Regions from separate parts of the Zea mays genome. Here region 2 is linked to region 1. A link is a contact called in public Hi-C data. All regions are on one chromosome and are shown on one strand. Each heading gives the region's core, a stretch centred on a gene start, on an enhancer-like site or on the middle of the called end of the contact. The rest is flanking DNA. Distances are from core to core; before and after follow the strand shown.

What was found. Hi-C and Micro-C count contacts between places; a contact is called where the count stands out from the background.
Region 2: a Hi-C map of endosperm shows a contact between it and region 1, with 4 times the contacts expected there. The contact joins the promoter of LOC100280694 here to the promoter of LOC100275567 in region 1. A contact is called at or near these places in 6 of 25 Hi-C or Micro-C datasets (bundle sheath, ear, endosperm and 2 more).

Annotation. Positions count from the first base shown.
Region 1 is chr1:248,388,465-248,393,358 of Zm-B73-REFERENCE-NAM-5.0, forward strand. LOC100275567 reads left to right here and starts at 3,248. Exons shown (of 2, transcript NM_001371655.1): 1 at 3,248-3,560; 2 at 3,791-4,894. The coding sequence starts at 3,453.
Region 2 is chr1:248,595,091-248,600,304 of Zm-B73-REFERENCE-NAM-5.0, forward strand. It overlaps LOC100280694 (pyrophosphate--fructose 6-phosphate 1-phosphotransferase), which reads left to right and starts at 2,855. Exons shown (of 14, transcript NM_001153613.2): 1 at 2,855-3,184; 2 at 3,628-3,956; 3 at 4,083-4,164; 4 at 4,556-4,629; 5 at 4,710-4,821; 6 at 4,933-5,028; 7 at 5,110-5,211. The coding sequence starts at 3,661.

The DNA.
Region 1 (4,894 bases), core at 1,998-4,497:
TAGTTGAAGCAGGAACAGTCATGACATCTTTAGCAAGGAGAGAAATAATATGAAAGGTAAGTTTATGTTCATGCCACCAACTCAAGATGTTGAAGTCTTCATTGAAATGTGAGACAATATCATTGTCCAGATATGAAGATAACACTGAGATAGAGGCTGCAGTTGCAAAGGTAGCAGAAGAGGGAGCAATATTACCTGATCCTGATCTTACACCATATTGGGAAGCATATGACTCAACATCAAAATCATCATCACCATAGATGTCATCCCAAGCCATTTTATTCTTACCTTGATTAGCACTGGACATATGGTGTTGTGCCTGCAAAAGCACATCACCAAACTTTGATTCATACAACTAAAAAGTATTGGTTAACTGAGATCTCACCTTTTGTGGAAGCCTACAGTAGTATGTACCAGTTAGTGCAGACAAACGAAGAAGGATTTTATGGAAACCTCTCATTTTGGCCCTAGGATCTAGAATGAAAGCAAAGGCATACAACAAGGGTATTTGTCTCCAGTATTTTAAAAATTTATCTTTCATAGGAATTACAGCTTGTCTTAGCAGTTCATCATTTTCATAAGTGTTGAGATGTCTAGCAATCTTTAAAATTTTATGCAACATTAAAGGTGAAGTAAGGTAATAAACACAGATAGTGCAACAGTAGAATCATAGAATAACTGTAGAAAAGATAACACTTTATCTACAACAGTCCAATGATTAGTAGTGAGTAAAGAAGGACTGCCATCTTGCAAAGGATATTGGGTTTGGATAAAGACAGAAAAAGTGCTTCTATGTGGAACAAGGTGCTTAAGCATGAAAAATGTTGAATTCCATCTAACATTAGTATCAACACCAAACTTTTTAGGTGTAACACCCATACTGAGACAATAGCTCTTATAAGCACCAATTCTTTGGTTTGAAGAGTTTAAAAAATTGATAGCTTTTCTAAAATCATCAAGATAAGGCTTTAAGATTGTTAAACAAGACTTGTCAATCAAGTTAATTATGTGGCAAGCACAATGCTGATGTAAAAAAATTGTAGACAAATCATGAGGATCATCAGAATCATAAGCACTTTCATCAAATGGTTCAGGAAAAACAAGGCCAAGGTAACCAGAAAACAATGGTTTCAGAAAGGACATAGCAGTTATATTTGATGAAGCATTTTAAGGAGTTATAGCAAAAAATTATTGTTCAAGCAATACTCATCAACCACTATTGCAATATGTTCAACAATATTTCTACCAGTATGTGATTCATCAATTAACCTAAGACCAATCAATCTCTTTTCTAACTCCCAATTGGAATTAACAAAATGAGCAACTACAGATAGATAACCCTCTTTAGCCTTACCATTCCAAATGTAAGATGTAAGAGCAACAAATAAAATAGAGGTTTTAAAAGTTTCGATCAATTTAACCACACGCTCATTATATAAGCTTCACCATGTCTCTAGCAGTGGTTTGTCTAGAACATTTGATAAATTTAGGATTATGGGCATTAGTAATGTACTCCTGAAAAGCATCATACGCTCCAAACCATAGAGGTAGGTCCTCTTTAGCTATTAACCAAAAGTTCATTCCTTGCAACAGAAGGAGAATACTCCCAATGTTTCAAGGATCCATCAGAATTGTACTTAAGCAAGAATTGAACTATACCCACACACTATTGTTCTTTCTTAGCAGAGCAGTTATGACGAAGCAGGTGACCAGTTCCAGAACTAGATTTACCACTTAAAGTAACCTTACAGTACCTGCAAACATCGCCATACCTTACCCTCTTACCATTGACGATGTGGGTCAGTTCATCAAAGTCGTTCCACACTTTAGATCTGGGAGGATGCTTACTAGAACTTGTGGTAGCAGTGCTTGTGCCGGTCGGTGTCCTGTGGTTGTCTGACCACCGACACAAGGAAGAGGGGGGCATCATCGATGTTGATGGCAGCACTGCCACCAAACAAGGCCAGAGCATCCTCTTATTCGTTATGGTCTTTGAGCCGGTACTCCTCCTCCACAACGGCCGGATCAATATCATCGTCCATGCCATAGAAAGCTAGACCAGCGAAACCCCCACTGTCTGTCCAGCTCCTCTTCAGCGACTTTGGTCCCTCGACGTCTAAGCGGCACCTTCACAAGAATGATACCTACAAAGAACAAGAAGATCTGGAAAAGAACAACAATGCGAGGAGGAGGAGGAGCACGATACAAAGAGTAAGAACTCACCTATGTAGCAGGAGCACTTGAGACGCCCGAGTGGTTGCGAGCACCACCGCGAGGAGGAGGAGCACCGTCGTTGGGCTAAGAGGAAGCTAGGATGGGGATTAGGGTTCGGGATGTGAGAGTATGGAAGGGGATGAGAGGAGATGAGGGGAAAGAGAGGAGATTCGATATTATAGATGTCCAAACAAGCAGTCGCTGGCAACCATCACGCGTCGGTCGTCGCCGTCGTCGGGCAGTTGAGCCTGGAGAGGCGATTTCACCGTCCGCCAGAAGAGGAGGGAGAGGGATTTAGGGTTTCCACAACGGATGCAATGAGGGAGTATGGGGGTGTCGGGGGAGTCGGGTGTGGACTGTGCCGCGTATATGCAGAGGGGGAGCAGGGGAGTCGGGATGGCTTTCGTGCCACTTGTTATCCCGTGTCGAGCCGGGCCGAGCATGGCGTGCCGACCCGGGCCGAGCACGGCGTGCCGACCATGGAGCCCAAACACAGCACGGTCGCCGTGCCGGCCGGCCCGAGCCCAATGTCCACTGTGTCGGGCCGATTTCGTGCTGGGCTAAAATAGTGTCGGGCTTCGAACCAAACAGGTGGAACCAAACAGGTGGCACCCGTGAACCAAACAGGTGGCATCACTATCCGTGAGCAATCTAACGAGGCCACTAATTTTTCACTCACCGCCTCCAGCTCCCATAGCATTACAACTGCTATAACATATATACAACCTAGGGGGAGCTTTAGCGAAACCGCTGCCTACACTACACACGTCCTCGCTCTGCAGTGCACGTTGTGTTGTGGTTGTGGGCAGAAAAAGAAAAGAGAAAGAGGAAACGATCGTGGCAGCGTGGGAAGGCACAGCCAGGTGTCCGACGACGGCGACGCGCGGGGCGAAAAAGGCGAAGGGCGAGCGAGGAGGAGAATCAAATAACGCAGCCCGGAGGCCACAAGACGAGCTTGTGGCTGTGCGCCCCTCGCCGTGGCCCCCACCCACCTTCTTCCCCTCTTATACCCTCCCCTGCCGCCCACGGCCAGGCCAGAGCAGATATCATCCGTTCGTTTGTTTGCCCTTTTTTGCCGGCCTCCTCGTCTCTTCCGGTTCCGGCTACAAGTGAAGTGAGCTCGGCCGTCTGTTGCCTAGCGTGCTGCTTCGTTCGTCGTTGGCTTGCAGCAGCTTGCCGAAGAGAAGAAAGCAGCAGGCCCGGAGCTTTCTGTTTGTTTGGATCCGAGTGAGAAGAAGATGGTGGCCGAGTGCCACGGAGGAGGAGGAGCAGCAGCAGGAGGAGGGGACTTTCTCATCAAGCTCTTCGGGATGACCATCCCCGTGCCGGAGTGCGGCGACGCCAAGGTTGGACGATTTTATACATAAATAATCTTGTTTGCTGTGTTAATTAATTGTTTTCCTGCTGTCTTCAGTTCATTTAATTAATTGTTTTACTTCTCTTGTTTATGATACAACACAACCGGTAGATCTGTAGCCTTGTGTGCAATTAAGGCGTATGAAATCCCAAATTTTACAACTGTTTTCCGACATGTACGTACGGGAGCTGATCAAATGAAATTTTATCTTTCTACTAGGATCTTCAGCAGAGCAAGAGCAACAGGTGGACCGAGCAGGATCAGGATTCCCATGGCCTGGAGACCGCGCCCGCGCCCGCGCACACGGACACCTCCGACCCGTCCCCGCAGCCGGAGGTCGTGGACGCCGAGGACCCCACGGAGACGCAACAGAGGCCCTGCAACGGCGACGGCGACGGCGATGCTGCCGGCCAGAGGGAGAAGCTGAAGAAGCCCGACAAGGTGCTGCCGTGCCCGCGCTGCAACAGCATGGACACCAAGTTCTGCTACTTCAACAACTACAACGTCAACCAGCCGCGCCACTTCTGCAAGAACTGCCAGCGGTACTGGACGGCCGGTGGCGCCATGCGCAACGTGCCCGTGGGGGCCGGCCGCCGCAAGAACAAGAACGCCGCCGCCTCGCACTTCTTCCAGAGGGTCCGGGCGACCAACGCCACGGTGCTCAGCTTCGGGGGCCATGGCGGCGCGCCTCCTGCTGCCCGCTTGGACCTGGACCTCGCCGAGCAGCTGAGCCACCAGCTGGCCCCGGTCAGGAGCGCCGGCGACGCGGGCCGCCCTTGCAGCGAAGGATCGAGCAGCAGGGACGGCAACGGCAGCAGGTCTTCTGTAGACGAAGCTGCAGCAAACGCAGACGACGGGTCAGTGCAGCAGCACCCAGGCCCAGCAAGCATGAACAGCAGCGGGGCAACCGTGTGGCCGCCGTACAGCTGCGCCCCAGCTCCGGCGGCGTACTTCCCCCAGGGCATCGCGATTCCGATCTACCCGGCCGCACCGGCCTACTGGGGCTGCATGGTTCCCGGAGCTTGGAGCCTGCCATGGCCGGTGCAGCACCCGTCGTCGTCGTCGTCGCCCACCACCACCAGTGCTCCTTCAGTCGTCTCGTCATCCGGGGCAGCTGACGACTCATCATCCCACGCGCTGGGCAAGCGCCCCCGGGACCGGGAGGGTGACGATGGGAGAAACGGCGGCAACGCCAAGGTGTGGGCGCCCAAGAGCATCCGGATAGACGACGTGGACGAGGTGGCCAGGAGCTCAATCTGGTCCCTCGTCGGGATCAAAGGCGACCAGACGAAGCAGCAGGACGCAGCAGACGACCACGCCGGT
Region 2 (5,214 bases), core at 1,605-4,104, 210 kb after region 1:
TCCCTCTCGCTGCCCAGTGGGGCCGACTTGTCGGTGTCAATCTCCTCCGTGCTCGTGCACCTTCTCTCGCTGTCCCGCGGGCCCCGCTCGTCAGCCCGGCCGCCCGTTCGCTCGCCCGCTCTCGCTGACCCATGGGTCCCGTCTGTCGGACCCTTCTCTCCTAAACCGCCCTCGCACCACCCGCGCATTGTTGTGGACTCCGCACCCATGACGCCTGCCAAGGCCGCACCCATCCCCACCCCGACCCCTTTCTAGCTGCCCAATGCCCCACTTGCTCTCCTTCCCCCACACTCATGCACTCGCAGCCCTCAACACTCGCCTCGCACCACGCGCACACCTAGGGAGCTCTGCCGCCATTCGCCGTGGTCTTGTGCCCGTTCTGCGGTCGCCGTCGAGCCCTCACCGTGTCTGTTGCCTCGGTGAGCTTCGCCTCGTCACCTATGACCCGGGACACCCCTCGGTTCGCTCCCTCCCCCTCTATTTCTTTCGGTCCACGCTCACAAATTCTCTCTCTGCCTCGTCGTCGTCGACCCGTGTCCTCGCCATGCCCCGGACACCGTTCGTGAGCCCCTGAGCCTTCTCTCAAGGTAACTGATCTAACCCTACCCCTAATTTCCCCTGGTATGCTCCTAGTCGCACGCGATTGCTCGCCGGAGTATCCCCTAGTCCGCTGATGACTCCCCCTCCACCGTCTGGTCGCCTCAGCCCTATTCCTGCAATCCTGACCCTATTGAACAGAACTTGGAACCTATTAATTACCAGTAGTATGCACTTACCACTACACCAAACATGTTTTTTAGTATGGCTCTAGCCATAGTAAGCTATAATGGGTGTTCCGCCACTAACGACTAGCCAAGCCAAGAAGTGTGGTCACAAATTTATCTTTGTAGAAAAAAATAAGCATGGAAAAAGCATATTACATTTGAGTAGCTACCAATTGTGAGTGTATTTTCTCCCTCCACTGTTGAGAGTTTTATATAGTTTCAGTCAAAAGGTTTATATAGTTGTTTTCGAAATTGTCATATAATATAGAATAAATTCAAATGAAACATCTATTTTTAACAGAAATTTTTATTATGTGATTTAATAGTCTTAATTTTATAACTCATAGAGAGTTGTTAATCGTGGCAAGAGGGTTTATTTACAAACGGTTTTGAAAGTGTATTGGAGATATCAGTGTAGATGATCACCGTCTTACCAGCCTCTATCACATACTATAGATAAGTGGTCAAACTGAGACGTCTAAGAGCAACTCCAAGAGACTAGATATATGGTTTTGTAAAGTTAAATTTAGCTAATATTAAAAAAAAATTATATCCAATAGACTTGTAAACGACACTTCAAATTTAGTGGTTCTCTATTTCTCTATTTTCGCTCTCCAATTTTGGATACCCTGCTTCACTCTCTACTCAGTCCGTAGATTTACCGAGTCTGTTAGATTAGCATATACTTTTTCTCTAAAATCTATTTTAGAGAGTAGCTAAATCAGTAAATTTGGCTAGTCTTTTTAGCTAACTTTTTGAAGTTGCTCTAAAGAAATCAAAATATTCTGTAAAAGACGACCACAACTCTAAGAAAAGTGGATCGGATATCCAAGCTAGCCGTTGCAGTCTTAGCTTAACGCACAACATACAAAACTTCAATTAGCATGATGACACCATACTCAATTGCATGACACTGTATCTTCTCAGCAATGTCCATTCCGTCAAAAACCGCGTGGCAACGCTATTCTCAGCAGCATGGACTCATGAGGGATGGATTGACTCGGGTGCTGCAATCCAAATATCTCTATATCTACTTCTATATGAGTTTCTCCATACGTCACCTCCTCTCCTGGCTCTCCACAGCCAGATGGGTATATGAGAGCACATACATTTAAATGGTAAAATAAGGCGTGTATGTTTTTATAAAAGTCAACGTTTTAAAACTTTGATCAACAATTCAACAAAAAAACATATATTTCTAGTGTATGCATGTTACATATTTAAATTTGTATTAAAAATATTTTAATATGATGCTCAATTTGTATTTGTTGATGTTATATTTAAAAAGAATTAATGGTCAAAGTTCCAATCTAAAAGATTTCTCAAAAAAAATATGTCTTATTTTATAGGATAAAGGAATATTTTTTATAAAATAGAGGAAAAATAAACCAAGTCATGTTTGGCTTAGCTCATCGTGTCACACCTTAGTCCTACGCACGACATGGTGATCAGGCCACGCTGAATCGTTTTTGGGCCAGGCTAAATCGTGGTAGGTCACGTGAGGACCTGCCGCTACTATTCTCGTAAGCCGGCTGGGATTTTCAACTGCTTACCCTAGTGGCGATAAGGCGGAGAGGGGACAAGGAAGGGGCAACATTCATTAGGGATTGTTGCTGCATGAGTCACCTCACGGGAAACGACGCAAGTATTAGAATTATGGTTTCTCATTCGTCATATAAAATATATTTTAATGAACAATTCAAACAAAGCATAAATTATTATAAAAGTTTGAAACAAAGCACAAATTATTATAAAAGTTTGGAACGTGTTTAAACAACTATTAAATTTAAATAAGATCTATGTGATATATAAAAAACTGTAGTAATGTAAGAGCACTTAACTAGTAGGCTTTAATTAGTTTTTGAGATTTGAGTTATGCATTTTTAGAATGGATAGATTATTATAGTTATGAACGGGATACCCGTGAAAAACTCGGCCCTTCCGATGGCCGGACTGCATCAACACACCGGTCCAACGGACGACCACATGAATTGGACCAAAGAAAGAAAAAAAAAAGTGGCCGAAAAGGAGACCCCGTGCCGTGCGTGGACATGGCGCCTGGCGGAAACACATGAGCCGCATGGCAGTCAGCGCCCCGACTTTTCCGCCTTCCTTGCACCACCCCGTCATATCTCGGCAACAATTTCTCGGCGCCAACCGGCCGATCCATCCTCGTCGTAAGTCTGCGCTTTCATCCCTTATTGTTCCAGGAACAAACAAAATCTACAGGTTTCCAAGACACCAGGACGGAGACATCGAGGAGGCGGCGGAGACGCCGCCGCGTCCTTCCGCTTCTGAGCCGTATAACAACAAACCCCTCGGCCCCGTCCCCTCTGTCCATCGATCACCTTGACCACGTGCCTGTGCCGCAGGCCGCAGCCAGGCATCTCCGGCGAATCTGGTTTGAGGCGCGGAGAGAGGTGAGTTTCCTGATCAGTGGTGCTCTTACCCGTTCTGTCCGGTTCGATTTGCTGATGCGGCCGGCTGGTTTGATCGTTTTTGGGTGCGATTGTTGTGATTGTTTTGTGAGCTTGCGGCAGGCAATGACACTGATTGTAGAATTTTGTTCTATTGGTTGGCCCTTCTATTGGGAAGGGGATCGATCCCTATTTTTTTCCCTTGCCTTTTCTCTCTGCAAAAGAGAGGTGGCTTTGGTCTGCCGTATCATGATTTCCCCCCACTGCGGTCTAGTATGCAAATGGAAAATTGTACACCTTTAGTCGCAGTCTCCAATATTGTTGGATGCTCGTATCATCGGCCTTTTTAACAGTACAAGCTAACTTTGTTCTATGTAGTGTAAGACAGTAGGAATACCTCTGTCCCATACTGATAGGCTGATAGCTAGCTGGAACCTATTCCACAGGATATTTGCATGCGGGACTGATCAATCAAAGCAATGGCAGTAGCGCCCATGGACTGCGGTGCTGGTTCGATTAGTCTAGGCCACAAGGTTTTATGCCGTTTCGGAGTACCCAACAGCAGTAGATTGCGATGGGTGGGATATGACAGGAAACAAAGGACAGATCAGTTGATTGCTAGAGCCGTATCCGTGGATCGGACACAACTAGACTTCTCGAATCCGGACTGGAAGACGCAGTTTCAAGAGGATTTCGATAAGCGCTTCAGCTTGCCACACTTGACAGATGTAATTGATGTGGAACCGAGGCCAACTACTTTTTCTCTCAAGAGCAGGTGACATATTTCCTCTGCTTTTCCTTATGATTGGTCTCATGCTAATCCTAATTTATATCATTTGTGACCAAAATTTCTATTAGAATTTGTCTAATGTGTGTAATATTGTTACTGTGTCTACAACAGAGCCCCTCTTGAGAACGCGAATGGTACCATGCAAGGATCATGGAACGGCTATGTCAATGATGATGACAGAGCACTTTTGAAGGTATGCGTTTAGCATTGAATTATATATTTACCGAGACATCCTTCGTGTCCACAAGAAAATTCTTTCTACATTGAGTTATATATAGCACAACATTCTTTTTATATAATTGTTTCACTTGGGAGATAAATATACGGTGAATATATATTTATGACTTGATCTTCAAGTGTTTTGATCTCTATGTAAAAAACACAGAAAAAGATGATTTTTGGCCATGTTGGATCAATCTTGCTGAGTGATGCTTGTGATACTACTTAACGTGAACGGCTTCTCAATAGAAAAAGGCCATTTTCAGTTTATAGGAAATAGTCAAGTGTGCAAGCTCACTTGTTTAGTCTGCTAAACAACAATTGGTGGATTAGAAATTACCCTTACAAACTTATTGCTTCTTCAGGTTATTAAGTTTGCCTCACCAACTTCTGCTGGAGCTGACTGCATTGACCCTGATTGTAGCTGGGTTGAACAATGGTGGTGCCACTGCATGAATTCAAATTTTGTAGTATAGAAATCATTTTGATTTCCCTAACCTAACTGATTATCATTTCCAGGGTGCACCGTGCTGGTCCACGCAAACAAATATATTTTGAGCCTCAATATGTGAAGGCTGGGATTGTGTCGTGTGGTGGGCTCTGCCCAGGTCTCAATGATGTCATTCGGCAGGTAGGTTAGAACTGGTGTGGAACTTGTATTGTTTAGAACCCAATTTCTTAAAATTGCATTTAGAGAACAACATTCTAAGCTTTGAATTTGACCAATTTTGTGCTCTTGTAGATTGTGCTTACACTTGAAAAATATGGGGTGAAAAACATTGTTGGGATACAGCATGGATTCCGTGGATTTTTTGAGGATCACTTATCAGAAGTGCCAGTAAGATTCTTTTCTACTTCATTATAATCTGGAAACGTTGATAGACCTGTTGAAGGGACTTACTCTTTTTCCTTCATTCAGCTTTCTAGGCATGTAGTCCAAAATATCAATCTTGCTGGTGGTAGCTTCTTAGGAGTCTCTCGCGGTGGTGCAAACATTTCAGACATTGTTGACAGTATTCAGGCA